Linked DNA regions of Mus musculus: all the other regions are linked to region 1. The links are chromatin contacts, called in public Hi-C and HiChIP or PLAC-seq maps. All regions are on one chromosome and are shown on one strand. The core of a region is the stretch at or near the end of the contact, and the rest is flanking DNA. Distances in the headings are between cores, read along the strand shown.

Region 1 (4,531 bases), core at 234-2,733:
TTGGGTGCTGGGAACTGAACCTGGGTCCTCTGCAAGAACAACAAGCATTGTTAACTGCTGAGCTCTCTCTTCAGCCTCTGATTTAACATACTTTTAAGAAAAGGAGAGGAAAAAAATATGCTTCCATCTAAATTGACTTATTTTAGAAAACAAAACAAAACAAGACAAAAACCCTAGGCATTTCGAGAGCCATCTGGGAGAGCCAAAGGAGATGCTCATCTCTCAGCCTTTCCAGTGTTCGTCCTCTTGGCTGTCCACCAAAGAGAGCAGGACGGGACATCAACCAGCAGAAAGCTGAGGTTTAAGTGTCCCATAGCTGTGATCAATCCTCTGCGTTATTTGTTTTGGAAAGACTAAAATCTGAAACGTTTCGCATTAGAGCACGTTGCTGCGATTTCCTTCTCTCCCCCACCCCCTTCTTTTCATGGGGAGGTGGGAGATTTTATTTTAGTTAAATGTTTTTGTTTTTAAAACTATGGATGGAGGAAAAGAAAATGCTTTGCTGGCGCACAGCAGACTTTCCCATAAAACTGTCTTTGGCCATGAACTAAACACAACAGACGTTGTGCCAAGAGGGGCTTATGCCTTTCCTTTATTTCTCCTGCAAAGGAAAAAAAAAAAAAAAAAAAAAAACCAAAAAACAAAACCCAAGCACAGGATCAAAATTAAGCCCGAATGAAAACCACATTTCCAACCCCACCAAGGCTTCTATCCTACCTCTCTCTAGAGTCACTTAAAGCGTTGCTTTTATAACAATCACAAGCTGGGCAGTGGTGGCACATGTCTGTAATCCCAGCAGGTGGGAGGCAGAGGCAGGCAGATCTCTGGGAGTTCAAAGACAGCCTGGTCTACAGAGTAACTACCAGGACAGCCAGGGCTACACAAAAAAGGAAACACTGTCTCAACAAAACAAAAACAAACAAAAAAACCCAAAATCAAACAAAACACCAAACCCACCTTAAATAGCCAAGTTATGGGTCTTTTCACTGTGCTTCCAGAGCAGTGAGCAAGAACTCTGTGAGATGAGATCACTACCGTGTTGAGCAGGCGCAGTAAAACCACCTAATTTGACTGGTAGTTCCCAGGCAGCCCCATGAGCCACAGCTGCTGAAAGCTGCTGTCTGGCAGGTACTTGACTACTCTGGTGACTTCTACGCTGGTAACTTGTGCAGCACGAAGGTCCACTGGCTGGCAGTTTCAGCTCTAGTCATTGAAACCAGAGACTTGGAAAACTGGACACAAGAAAGCCACTGCATTGGCTGGGACAATCCTCTGTCCAGACAAATCCCATAAAGTGAATTACATGACTTTTTCTGGAGAGATATCAAGAAACATTTGTTCAGCCCAGATACAACAGTGACAGGCATAAACAAGCTATTCCACTCACCCCCCCGGCTGGTGAACCCATGAACTTACTGGGGTCACATACGAGAGTATGAGTTACTCGTGGGTGCACGGGTGACTCAGTAGGAAGTTCCACCCCAGCAGGTGTGGCAACACAGAAAGCTTTGTCACCAAGTTTCACCCAAAATGGGCTTTCCAGGGTGTATTCTACCCACCTTCCCCCACACAGAGTTCCGGGGCAGGGTAGAAGTGGGGGATGGGACTTCCGCTGACCTCCTACCCTTGCTCCCATCAAAGAAAGTCCTTAGCTCTGTCCTCATTACCCTGAATTAGCTGTCATTACGTTCTGCTTGTTTTCTTGGCATGACTGTGGGTCTGAGGTCCCCTATAAGTCACCACAGCCATTTTTGCTCCATAGCTACAGGTGGGAACATTCTTTTCTACCTGAGATAAAAGAGCTGTGCTGGTGGGATTTAAGGAAGACAGCCAACACTTTGCCAGAAGTTGCAATTTAAAATTCAGACATATTCTCTCCACCTTTAGGCTTGAATTTCAATTCCTTTATTCTAGAAAATGAAGGGTTTTGGATATATTATAGGAAATAATATTTACATTCATGTGGTTACATATCATCTACATTGTGAATATTCCCATTATATTTAAACTTCATGGGGATTAGGAAAAGATTTCCTAGGTATAAAAATAATAGGAGTAAGGTTAGTAAGCAAAATCATGAATACACTTCATTTCATAAAAATGTAATACTTCTCTACAGCAAGAGAAACTATAAATAAGTCCAAGTCAGATGATACATGGGAAAGTACTTATAACATGAATAAAAGGTTAAAATGCTTGCCAATGAGGAACTGGCACATAGCAATCAGGAAAAAAAAAATAGATGCTACTATTTCACTGTGCAAGCGCACAAGCCTGGTGTGGCGCTGTGCGTCTGGAATTCTGTAAAAGATGTCTTGCCATTGTGAGGCGCTGGGCAGATCATTATTTGTTTAATATACAAGGTATCTGAGCCCCTCTCTGCCTGACTGGATCACATACGTCTAATTGTAGAAGAGTAAACCACAAAGTACTAGAGAAAAGGGCCCCAGAGGAGCATCTGTACATGCTTGGAGTGGGCAGAGATGACGTCAGCAGGTCTTATAAAAAGTACCAGCCATTTGTGACGGCACTAAAGGTCTTAAAACTTCTGTTAATGCAGCAATACTGTTATGAGAGTGAAAAAGAGGAACTTGCAGAGTGGACGGAGATATTTCCATACCGTTCAACGTAGTGGGTATGAAAATAAGCAGACCTGAGCAGATGGGGAGAGTCATATCAAAACCACAAAGGGAGGACTAAATAACGGGTCCGTGCAAGCACAGAGAATATGCCTGTCACCAGAATAGCTAGAATCTTAAGGTCTGAGAGCACCAAGTGTTGACACAGAGCCACTGCAACTTCCACACCTTGCAGATGCAGAAACTGTTAAAGTCACTTTGGACAGTTGACAATATCTATGAAAGCTAAACATGTGGGGCCCAATCATTCCACTTCTAAGAAACTCTCAGAAGTAGTGGGCATTTATTTCCCAAAAGATACTTTATAGGGAAAATACTAATGGGAAACCACCCAAGTGCTCACCATGGGGTGAGTGAGCCATGACATCTTCACACGGAACAACCCACAGCCGCATCTAACGCATGAGGGACTGTTATAAAAAGGACTTAGTGGTGAGGATACTGGGTAACGCCATGCTAGAGCGCCGACCTAGTGTGGCCACGGCCCTGGGTTCTACTCCTAGCGCTGAAATTTAGGGAAAAGAAAGAGTTCGTTCATTCCAACCCCATTTATAAGACATTTTTAAAAGTTAAAAAATATTATTTTTCACGTTTGTAATATTATAAATCACCTGTTCTGAAAACTGTGTTTAGCAAATGGAAATATGTATCAAGATTTCCAAACGCCAATTGGGTACACACCTTTTACTCTCAGCACTCAGGAGGCAGAGGCAGAGGAATCCAAGTTTGAGGCCAGCCTGGTCTACAAAATACAAGAGTTCCAGGATGGCTAAGGTTGCCCTGTAAGTTGTGGTTGTCCATGCTTAAGGGAGAATTATAGATACTCAACAGATACTCACGTAGATTTATATTTAAATATATTTATACTAGGGCTATCATGACAATAGCTTGTGGGTTAAGCATCTATAACAGAGAAGTGGTAACATACATTTTACTTCCTAACACAGAAGACCGCTACAGCTCGTGTGTGTGTGTGTGTGTGTGTGTGTGTGTGTGTGTGTGTGTGTGTGAAGCCCGAAGTGCTAAGTGCACAGTTTTGGGTGTTGGGGCTATTTCCTCACAGAGAATTGCCTGACCCTGCCCTCTTTTTCCTCCTTGAGTCCTGGTCATGCCATCAGCAGCTTACTTTGAGATATGCTCCCCTGACATGATGTACTGCTCTATCACAGGATCAAAAGCAACATGGCCAACTGGCCACCAATCCAAAACTCCAAAACCGTTAGCCAAACAAACCTTGCTCTTTTGTGAGTTGACTTTCCCAGGTGTTTCTGTGTTGTATATGTATCTGTGTTTTACGTGCACACGTGTATGTACATGCACGTGAAGGCCAGGGGTTGAATTCCTTTATTAGTCTCCATCTTAGTTTTTGAGCTAGGATTTCTCATTGACCCTAAGGCTCATTCACTGGTTGGACTGACTAGCTTGTGACCAGGGATCCACCGCCTCCACTCTCCCAGTGCTAGAGTTACAAATAGATGTCATCACAGTTGGCTTTTAAGTGGGTTCAAATTCAGGTCTTCATGCTTGAGCAGTAAGCACTATAAGAACATTAATACCATTTAACACTGTCTTTGTCACTGTTGTATTGCTGTGCAGAGGCACCAAGGCAACCCATATCAAATAAAGCATCTAATTGAGATTACTTAGAGTTTTAGAAGGTCCCTGGTCATCGTGGAAGGAAACTGAACAGCAAGCTGGAAAGGTGGCTGGAAGCCTTACACCCTGACCCTCAGGAGGCAGGCAGAGAGACCCCGGGGCCTGGCATGGGCTTCTGAAAACTCAAAGCCCAACCCCAGTGACACAGCTCCTCCAACAAGGCCACACCTCCTAATCCTCAAACAGTGTCACTCCCTGGTGACTAAGTATTATGAGTCTATGGGGACCGTTTTCAT
Region 2 (5,007 bases), core at 2,017-4,516, 370 kb after region 1:
GCCTTTTTCTTCTCCACAAAGGTAAGGGCCTCTATGTGATTTAGATTTATTATGTGAGCTGGAGAAAACAAAGCTGTAAGTTTTATTTTAGTTGTCTTATTTTATTTGTGTGTTTATCTAATTGTACAGGGAAGTATTTACTGATAACATTGACCTAAGATATTTTCTTCTTGGTTCATTTTTTTTTCTAGAAAACAAAATGCTGGGTAGTTGAGTATCAATTCTCAGAAAATAAGTCAGTGTACTGTATTATAAGTAGTAAGCTTAATAAATTGTATAACTTCAGTTGCAAAAACATTAACTCATTTTAATTGTTTGTATGCTAACAAGGACACAATAAATTAAATACATATTTAAAATATTTGAGTAAGATGATTCATCATTTGTAACCATAACATTTTGTAAGGTCCATGATTCGCTGAAGAACGATACCCAGACTCACATAGTATGCAAGAGCAACGAGTGCTTTATTCTACAGAAGTCCAGCATGCTGGGGTCTACCATTTACCAAGATGGACATGCCCAAGTGAGCTCACAGGCCCAAGTGAAAGCACAGTAGGGGAATTCTAGGGAGGGGGCAGGTGACATTTATCTTAATTGATTGGCTCTATATCTAGGGACATTCCCGAGCCACTGCTGGGGGTTGTGGGGACTGGAAACTGTTGCTGGGGAAGCCTGGAAACTGTTGCTGACCCATTGTCCTTGTCTCAGGACAGGTGGTGGGGCAGCTTCTGATTGGCTGCCCAAGGCCTGGGGTTTTTCCAGTATCTCAGTTGCCTGGACTTGTCCAGTTCTTGGAAACAGAGATTTAGGCCCAGTCTCCTGACCTGCCAGTGTGAATCCTGTCATGGAGTCAGCCTGACTCTGTCCTCCCACTGTTGCCTAAATCATTCCCCCTCAGTCATGGGCCATTTCGAATCCTTGAGATGTTTCTGTGGACTGCTATTGTTGTTTTAGAATCATTAATTGAACAGTGGAAATCTGTTCCTTAACAAACCTAACTGAAGGATTGATTATGTAGGGATTATAAGTCAAGGCCAACCTCAGTAGCCTAAGAGGGTCAGGGCAGAGGCCATGGAGACCTGTTGAAGAGGGACTCAAACTAACCCTGAGACTGTTGTTTTGTTTGTTTGTTTTATACTGTCTTTCTGATTAAGGCCGTGGATTTTTTTGGCCATCCCTTAGTAGTCAGCATAAAAACAACATTCCTTACCTAAGGCAGCTGGAGGAACAAGAAGTCTAGGCCTCTTCTGTTTTGTAAGACTGCTTCTGCCAGGGAGGACAGGGCACCCTGCAGGGCCGTGATGGACTTTCCTGTCTCCTGTATATCTGCATCTATAGCCATCCGTAGAGCCTTGTAATTTTTATCCTCAGTTACTAGGACTGAGACTCCTACACTAGCAGCTCCTGCCAGCCCTACGCCCAGGAAAGAACCTGGTAACACAGTGGGGGTGGCCATTCTTCTTACAGTTGGTTCGATGCAGTGGGACCTCACTGGGGCAAAAGCGTGGTGGGTCCTGATGAGGGAGCAATGGTGGGCTGCGGCAGAGGTTGGGGGGTGGTTGGTTGGGCCTTGTTGGGGCCTCGGGACTGTGGGTCTCAAGAGGCTACCTTAGAGCAGTTAGACATTAAACAGGAGTCCCAAGTCATAGGCAGAGATGTAAAGTCTTAGTCCCAATGTCTGAAGTGTCCGTGTTGGAATATGCCTTTATTAATTAAGATAAATTTAAGGGTTGGTTGTCTTTGGTGCTTAGTTTGTTTTTTCAAAAGTCTGAAAGGTTATTAATTTTCAAATACATACAGAGGAAGAAAACTAAAATGAAATCTCACTGAAACAAATTGAGAATTTCCTATTGTAGTTTATTTGAATTCTTGAGAATTGTTAACAAAAGGTTATGGTTGAATGTTGTAAACAACCAGGAGAGTGAAGTTGCAATGTCAGCAGCCTCACTTCTGGGACATTACCTCAGCAGCATAGAAGGAACCAGGAGGATGTGTATCCTTATCAAACAAGAGTTTTAAGGAAGTGGTTGGAGCCAGGAGTAGTATTGCATACCTTTAATCCCAGAACTCAGGAGGCAAAGGGAGGCAGATCTCTGTGAGTTCAAGGCCAGCCTGGTCTATTTGTTGAAACCCTGTCTCAAAAAAAAAAAAAAAAACCAACCCAACACCAAAAAGAGAGAGAGAGAGATCACGGCTTTGGAATTGAGTTGTTCTTTTTAGTTAACATTGGTGCCTGTGTGCTATTCTGATTAGCAGTTTGGAGCTAAAAGAAGTATCGTTAATAGTTGATTTATTTAGCTATGCTCTTCATTAAAGATAAAGTGGGAGACTGGCACTGTTTGTAAGACATCACAAATATGTTTCACTATGTCTTTATTTTTTATTTTTTTTAAATATATATTTTTTAAGATTTTTATTTATTATTGTATCTAAGTACACTGTAGCTGTCTTCAGATGCACCAGAAGAGGGTGTCAGATCTCATTATGGGTGGTTGTGAGCCACCATGTGGTTGCTGGGATTTGAACTCAGGACCTTTGGAAGAGCAGTCGGTGTTCTTAACCACTGAGCCATCTCTCCAGCCCTCACTATGTCTTTATTTACATTGGTTAATCTTTAGCTTTATCATTATAATGTATTTCATTAAATACATTAATGCAAATTAATATAAAATAATAACCTTTCAGACTTGAAAAAACAAACTTTAAGTATTATACAAAAGTGATTTTTGCCTTTTTTTTTTTAAAGGAGATTGCATAACAGCATGGGGTTTGTTACTTATTGGCTTTAAAACATTTTAAAGCTTTTTATTCTGTTTTGCTGTTTCCTTCTGAGATGTTTTTGTGTAACCCTCCCATAATTTATAACTATGGGAAAAAGGATGGCATTTATGTAGAAACTGAATAGGAATTAATTTCACTTTAAAGGATTATTCTCTATAATCACAAAGAGAATCCCCTAACCCCCCAAAAGTTTTCATTTTTATACTAAAAATCTCTTGGAATTTCACTCCTATTAGCGTTATACCAAATTTAAATATGTGATATAAAAACTAAATTTTTATTTATTCATTGTTCAAGGCATTTAAAACACATCAATTTATAATTGATATAAAAATACTATGTGAGAAAACTTCTTTGTTCTAACGGTGACCATATAATTATTTTGAGAGTCGCCCTTTGCACACTTCCTCCCTGAGCAGACTCTCTAGCCTTCGTGCGTTAGCAGAGGGAGCGAGGCAGATGCTGCGTGCGGGTTTCAGGGTGTGTGGGTTATGACTAGGCTCTGCTCTGTAGGAGATGAGACGATAGCAAGTAAGCAGTGTGTCTTCTCTTCCGTTTTCAGTGCTGCTTTATCACCTCACTGCTTAAGCTCTGCTCTCAAGCAAAGCCAAGTGCAAACTCTCCAAGGTAAGTGCGAGCCGCCGTGCTGGGTCACGGAGCATTGTTAATGAGATCTAGGAGTTGTAGGAGAATAAGAAATAAACTTCTGGAGAAAAAGTAAAAGTCCTCTTTTACCGACATTTGGTGTGGTAAATGCATGTTTTCCTCCAATAACTCATAGTGCACAGGCATTTTATCCTCTTCTTCATTGGTTTTATGTATATTTTTCCTTGAATGTGGCATTTAATTTCTTAGTAATATTTTCATTGGAGTTACTTTTTCCTAATATTATGTGGCCCATGATAATGCAACATTTATGAAAAAGTTGAAGAAGAAAGAGAACAATAATATTTTGAGACATAGTATCTACTATAGCTGCAGGAGTACTTGTGACCTTGTGCTAAAGAATTTTACCATCCCATAGATTAGGATATAGTTCAGAATATTTTTTAAAGATTTATTTATTTATTTAATGTATATGAGTACACTGTAGCTGTACAGATGGTTGTGAGCCATGTGGTTGCTGGGATTTAAACTCAGGACCTTAGGAAAAGCAGTCAGGGCTCTTAACCACTGAGCCATCTCACCAACCCGTTCAGAATATTTTTTACAAGTTTAGACTAAAGGGCTTTAATTTGGACTAGTGAATTGGCTTCTTATAAAGGAATTTTGGGGCTATTACCCACCACCACCACTTTAATTTTTATGGCATTTTGATATTTAATGGGTTCTGGCTGATCTTCCCTAACTCCTCCTGTCCACCATTGTCCCGCCCCCACCTAACTCTTCCATCTCCAATGCTCTAACTTTCTTTTTTGTCTTTGTTGGTTGATTGGTTGTTTTTTATTGTTGTTTGTTTGTTTGTAAGACAGTCTATGTGACCCTGGCTGGCCTAGAACTCTTAGGTAGACAGGCTAGCCCCAAACTCACAGCGATCCATCAGATGCTGCTGCTTAAGGGCTGAGATTACAGGCTGTGTCACCACACCCTGCTCATCCACCCCACACGTGTTTATTTTATTACCGTCTCTATCGCTCTCCCTTCTCAGGGGGCCCTTACCAGTGTCCCCACATCTACCTGTCTGAGTGCTCACCTAGGTACGCATATGTGACACGCAGAGGCTGAGCTCCACTTGGAGAGAACACGCTCTCTCTATCCTCGTGGGCCAGGGTTACCTCACTCTGCACCTCCATCTCTTCTCCTCAGGTTGCACGGTTTCCTGTTGACTGCCGAGTAAAAGTCTGTTGTGTGTGTGTACGTTTCGTTATCCTTTCATCTGCCTGTGGACATCTAGCTAATGCCACTGCTTTGCTGTGTGAGTCATGAACGTACAGATGTACGAGCATCTCAGAGTAAGATATGGAGACCTGAGTGCTCTAGCTGGGTCATACAAATTTCTACCTTTAGTCTTTGGAAATTTTCCACACTGATCTTCATTGTAGCTGCAGGAGTGAATAATGGTGACCCCTTTTCCACAATCACCACTTGTCACTTGTTTTCTTGATGGGAGCCACTCTGACATCGTTTAGAGGCTTTTTAAAAAACACAAAACTAACAGTCTCATATAGCCCAGTTGGCCTCTTAACTTGCTATGACCTTGAACTTCTACCCCCATCTCCAGAA
Region 3 (4,302 bases), core at 415-2,914, 400 kb after region 1:
TCCCCTTTCTACTGCCAACAAAATTCTGACTTAGTGTAGCATGCATCACTAGAATGCCCCTCCAGGAGGTCAAGTATTTGACTGTCCTCTGTACAGCTGTGTCCCATAGCTCAACCCAGTGTCCCTCGGTAAGCCACTCATGTACCCACTGACTGGGGGACCAGATCAGTTCCCATCTCCTTTGTAATCTTGCCAAGCTCTACACTTCTCTCCACCACGGGAGCGTCTCACTCACTACCCAGCCCCGACTGTGGCTGTATATGAATTCTTCAGTACCTACCTCAGTGCCCAGTGCACATGACAGCCAGAATTTTTTTTATATTATATATTTTTTAAAGATTTATTTATTTATTATATGTAAGTACACTGTAGCTGTCTTCAGACACCCCAGAAGAGGGCGTCAGATTTCGTTATGGATGGTTGTGAGCCACCATGTGGTTGCTGGGATTTGAACTCCAGACCTTTTGGAAGAGCAGTCGGGTACTCTTACCCACTGAGCCATCTCGTCAGCCCGACAGCCAGAATTTAATTATCACAGTCCTCGTGATAGCACCGTTTGGATGGCCCGGAGTGGGCAGGGATCAGGAGATTTGGAGAATGTGGGACAAAAGATGGTGGTCTTCTGTAGTCTCAGCTTTGAACATGACAGGTATATTCTCTCTCTCTCTCTCTCTCTCTCTCTCTCTCTCTCTCTCTCTCTCTCTCTCTCCTTCCCTCCCTCTCTCTCCTCTCTTTCTGGATAGGGCTAACCTAGAACCCACCCCCTAAGTAAACAAGGCTGTCTTGGAACTCACAGAGAGCCACCTGTCTCTGCCTCCCCAGTGCTGGGATTGAAGGCGTGACTACAGAAAGCACCAGAAAGGGGAAAAAAAAAAAAGTATCCTTTGTCGTGCTCCTCCCAATCTCTCTCATCAGCTGTCATTCCTGTCTTTGCGAAGCCTTCCTCTCCCTTGCTCCCCAGGCCTGTTTTGTACACAGAGGCAGTGCCTCAGTGATGAGGGGCTTTCAGAAGGTTTCTTGTTCTCAAATACTTTCTTACATCCCAGCGCTGCGATCCTTGGGGTCTGTTTGCACAGTCTCAGGGGAGAAAATGACAGACGTGGAGGATATTTTTAATTTTCAAATGGCTTTATGGGGGTTCAGTGCTTGCCTGGCATAATGATCCCAGCACTCAGGGAGGCCGGAGTTATAAGTCACCCTTAGATTTTCTTAGAGATCCAGGCTAGCTGGGCAAATGAGTGTGTATCAAAAAAGCAAACAAGTCGTTATGTCCCTTAGAGTTTAGTGAGAGTCAGAAGTGTGGGGATGTATGACTGTAGTTAAAGCTTAGACAGAATTGCTGGGAGTCCGCAAAGCACCCTTAACCTGAACTCACAGGGTTTGGGAGAGAGCGTTGGATGTAGCTGCTTCATAGAGAAAACCGGGCAGCCGTCGGTGGAGTGGGGGTGCGGGCAAGGGGTTAGAATCCACACTGACTGAATTGTACGGATCTGGGGGACAGCGGTCAGACTGAGACAGGCCTTCAGCACCCCGTATTTCCAAGGGCTTTCTTGAACAGGTTGGAAATAGCCCAGGCAAATCGCATTGAGAAGGGTGCTTCAACTCTCACCCTCTCCTCCAGCCCCTTGTCCTAGTCTAAAAGCCTTGCTTGTGTTTCTGAAGGTGGCCCGGAACTCGCTGGGTTCCAGGAAGAAAAGGCCGAGGGGGCTGCAGCGTCTGGTCTGTGACCCCTTACTGCTTTGGGTCTGTTCATCCCAGCCACAGGTGCTCCCCGCCCCCAACGCTGCCCAGGCCGCCCAGGACAAAGGAAGGGTTGTGCCTGCATAAGAGGGCTATTTGCCTCCTTGCCCAGCCATCACGTGAGGACAAAGGGTCCACACCCTAACTCAGCTGAAAGAGTGCAAAGTGTCCCAACACGCCCTGCAAAAGGACTTACTGATTTTCCAGTTAAGAATTTGCCTAACCTGTTCTGTTCAAACAGGCTAATTGTTTCCTGAAAAAGATGAAGTCACTAGAGAGACGTGCCTAAACAATTGCTACCAGTGGTCATGGGCGTGCCTCAGATTGGTAACCAGTTTCAGGACTGTCACCTCAAGTGGCTGCAAATTTGGTGATGGCGCGCTCCCTGGTGGCAAAATGAGGTTATACCAGGCAGAAAACAGCTTGAGAAAGCCAATGGAACGGAGACCTTGAAAATAGGGAAGAGGGGCGATAGGTTTGTGGGACGTTTGTGGTTTTCTTTCTTTCTTTCTTTCTTTCTTTCTTTCTTTCTTTCTTTCTTTCTTTCTTTCTTTCTTTCTTTCTTTCTTTCTTTCTTTCTTTCTTTCCTTCCTTCCTTCCTTCCTTCCTTCCTTCTTTCTTTCTTTCTTTCTTTCTTTCTTTCTTTTTTTTTTTGGTTTTTCGAGACAGGGTTTCTCTGTATACTCCTGGCTGTCCTGGAACTCACTTTGTAGACCAGGCTGGCCTCGAACTCAGAAATCTGCCTGCCTCTGCCTCCCGAGTTCTGGGATTAAAGGCGTGTGCCACCACGCCCGGCTTGTGGTTATTTCTTAATAAATATCTGTTGGCTGGGCTGGGGCATTGAGTGGTTAGTGGGTGGACCGGTGGTTCATGCCTGCCATCCCATCCAGCTCTTGGACCATGGAGTGAGGAGTCGTCAAGGCTAATCTTGGCTTTTACAGCAAATTCTAGACCAGCCTGGGACTCAAAACCGACCAACAAAAAAATGAAATATAACCCACCAGGTGTGTGGATTTTAATAATAAAAGTGAACAATCTGCCCAAAGCCGAAGCAGAGAAGGGGTCTCTAGTCTGATCGACATTACTGCGACTGAGTCTCCTGTATTCCGAAGACTTTTTTTTTTTTTTGGCTGTGAAATTTTTAGAATAGACACTAGAGAAAAGTGAAAATAACTATTAGGCCCGTGTGTCAGAACATGGAGTTTGGCACACCCCAGTTTTTGCCACTCCCCTTACTCCCGTTTCCTTCTTCCCTGCACAAATGTAACCCATGTGAGTATTATGTTGCTTTACCTTAAGGCTGTGGGATACGTTGTTGGAATGGAGGGGCTTTTCTAGCACACTTCGCCACATCTAGTATACACTAGAGTGGTCTACTGGGGTTGCACTCTGCTCACCTTGGGATTTTCTTCAAAATGTTTCTCAATTGTTTGTGGGTCCCAGAAGTCCACACAGCACTGTGTTGCTCTGTCTCTTAGTTCTGTGCCCTGCCTCTCTCTCTCTCTCTCTCTCTCTCTCTCTCTCTCTCTCTCTCTCTCTCTCTCCTTTTCTCTTTCACCCATCCTTCCCTCCCTCAAATAACACTCCCCTACATACACTGAAACACCCAGCTAGGGTTTGCAGGCTAGCTCAGCAGGTAAAGCCACTTGCTGCCAAGCCTGCTAACCTGAGTTCCATCACCGGAGGGCCACATGGTGGGAGGAGAGAACAAACTCGGGCAAGATGTCCTCTGACCTCCACATGAGTGCCTATAGGACACACACATGCTTATCCCCACACATAGACACATAGATAAATAATTGCTATACATTTTTATAAACAAACGCGTAGTCGTTCCACACACGGTTGGATGAATTTTGACAAGTGTGCTGCAACTGATCCTCTTTCTTCCCAGGCTAAAGAACATGTCCATGACCGCACAGAGTGGCCCCTATGACACTCAGTGAACACTGTTCTTGGTTCTTTTGCTGGGTGTCTTGCCTGCTCTAAATCCCATATTAAGAAGGTCATTGCAGAATGCTGTGTGCTGCTTTTCATACTCTACATGATGCTTTGAGTTTCCCCCACACCGTGGTTCATTCTTTTCTGTGGCTACATTGTATCCTATCCATAGATATCCACTGCTTGGCAGTTAGACTGCTTCCAGGTGGAACTGCTATAAATCAAAATGCTCTGTCTTTTCATGTGTCTGTCTTTGTGTGCATGTGTGTGTGTGTTCACATGTGTTTGTGTGTGTCTATGTGTATGTGCATGCAAATCTGTGTGTACATCTTGTTTTTTTGTTTTGTTTTTCAAGACAGGGTTTCTCTGTATAGCCCTGGCTTTCCTGGAACTCACTTTGTAGACCAGGCTGGCCTTGAACTCAGAAATCTGCCTGCCTCTGCCTCCCAAGTGCTGGGATTAAAAGCGTGCGCCACCACTGCCCGGCTACATCTTGTTTTATTGTAACAAAGCATCTGAGTGCTTTTGTATCTTTTTGTGTTCTCACTTCTCTTGGTCTTCCTGCTCCTCTCAGATAACTGGTCACAGTATCTGTAACGCTGTAAGAAAACCCTATACTCT

The links. Hi-C and Micro-C count contacts between places; a contact is called where the count stands out from the background. HiChIP or PLAC-seq counts read pairs in DNA pulled down with a chosen protein or histone mark.
Region 2: a contact with region 1 is called in a Hi-C map of Th2 cells, with 5 times the contacts expected there. The contact joins two enhancer-like sites. A contact is called at or near these places in 1 of 484 Hi-C or Micro-C datasets (Th2 cells) and 1 of 115 datasets of contacts at active chromatin or transcription factors (embryonic stem cells).
Region 3: a contact with region 1 is called in an H3K27ac HiChIP or PLAC-seq map of embryonic stem cells, with 6 times the contacts expected there. The contact joins two enhancer-like sites. A contact is called at or near these places in 10 of 39 promoter capture datasets (the 3T3-L1 cell line, 3T3-L1-derived adipocytes, the C10 cell line and 6 more), 15 of 484 Hi-C or Micro-C datasets (B cells, the C10 cell line, the CH12 cell line and 10 more), 7 of 115 datasets of contacts at active chromatin or transcription factors (bone marrow-derived dendritic cells, embryonic basal ganglia, embryonic stem cells and 3 more) and 1 of 9 other capture datasets (embryonic stem cells).

What each region holds. Positions count from the first base shown.
Region 1 is chr17:88,110,963-88,115,493 of GRCm38.p6, forward strand. No RefSeq gene overlaps it. Among named protein-coding and RNA genes, the nearest start is that of Gm4832, 12 kb to the right of the region's middle. Within about 2 kb of position 1,484, at least 139 of the 459 cell types and tissues checked have an H3K27ac peak or open chromatin away from gene starts, as enhancers often do. A contact at or near this core is called in the HPC-7 cell line, Th2 cells and embryonic stem cells, where this site is marked.
Region 2 is chr17:88,475,930-88,480,936 of GRCm38.p6, forward strand. Foxn2 (forkhead box N2) reads left to right here. Exons shown (of 6, transcript NM_180974.5): 3 at 1-21; 4 at 3,347-3,411. Among named protein-coding and RNA genes, the nearest start is that of Foxn2, 38 kb to the left of the region's middle. Within about 2 kb of position 3,267, at least 21 of the 459 cell types and tissues checked have an H3K27ac peak or open chromatin away from gene starts, as enhancers often do. A contact at or near this core is called in Th2 cells, where this site is marked.
Region 3 is chr17:88,509,362-88,513,663 of GRCm38.p6, forward strand. No RefSeq gene overlaps it. Among named protein-coding and RNA genes, the nearest start is that of Ppp1r21, 19 kb to the right of the region's middle. Within about 2 kb of position 1,665, at least 85 of the 459 cell types and tissues checked have an H3K27ac peak or open chromatin away from gene starts, as enhancers often do. A contact at or near this core is called in the HPC-7 cell line and embryonic stem cells, where this site is marked.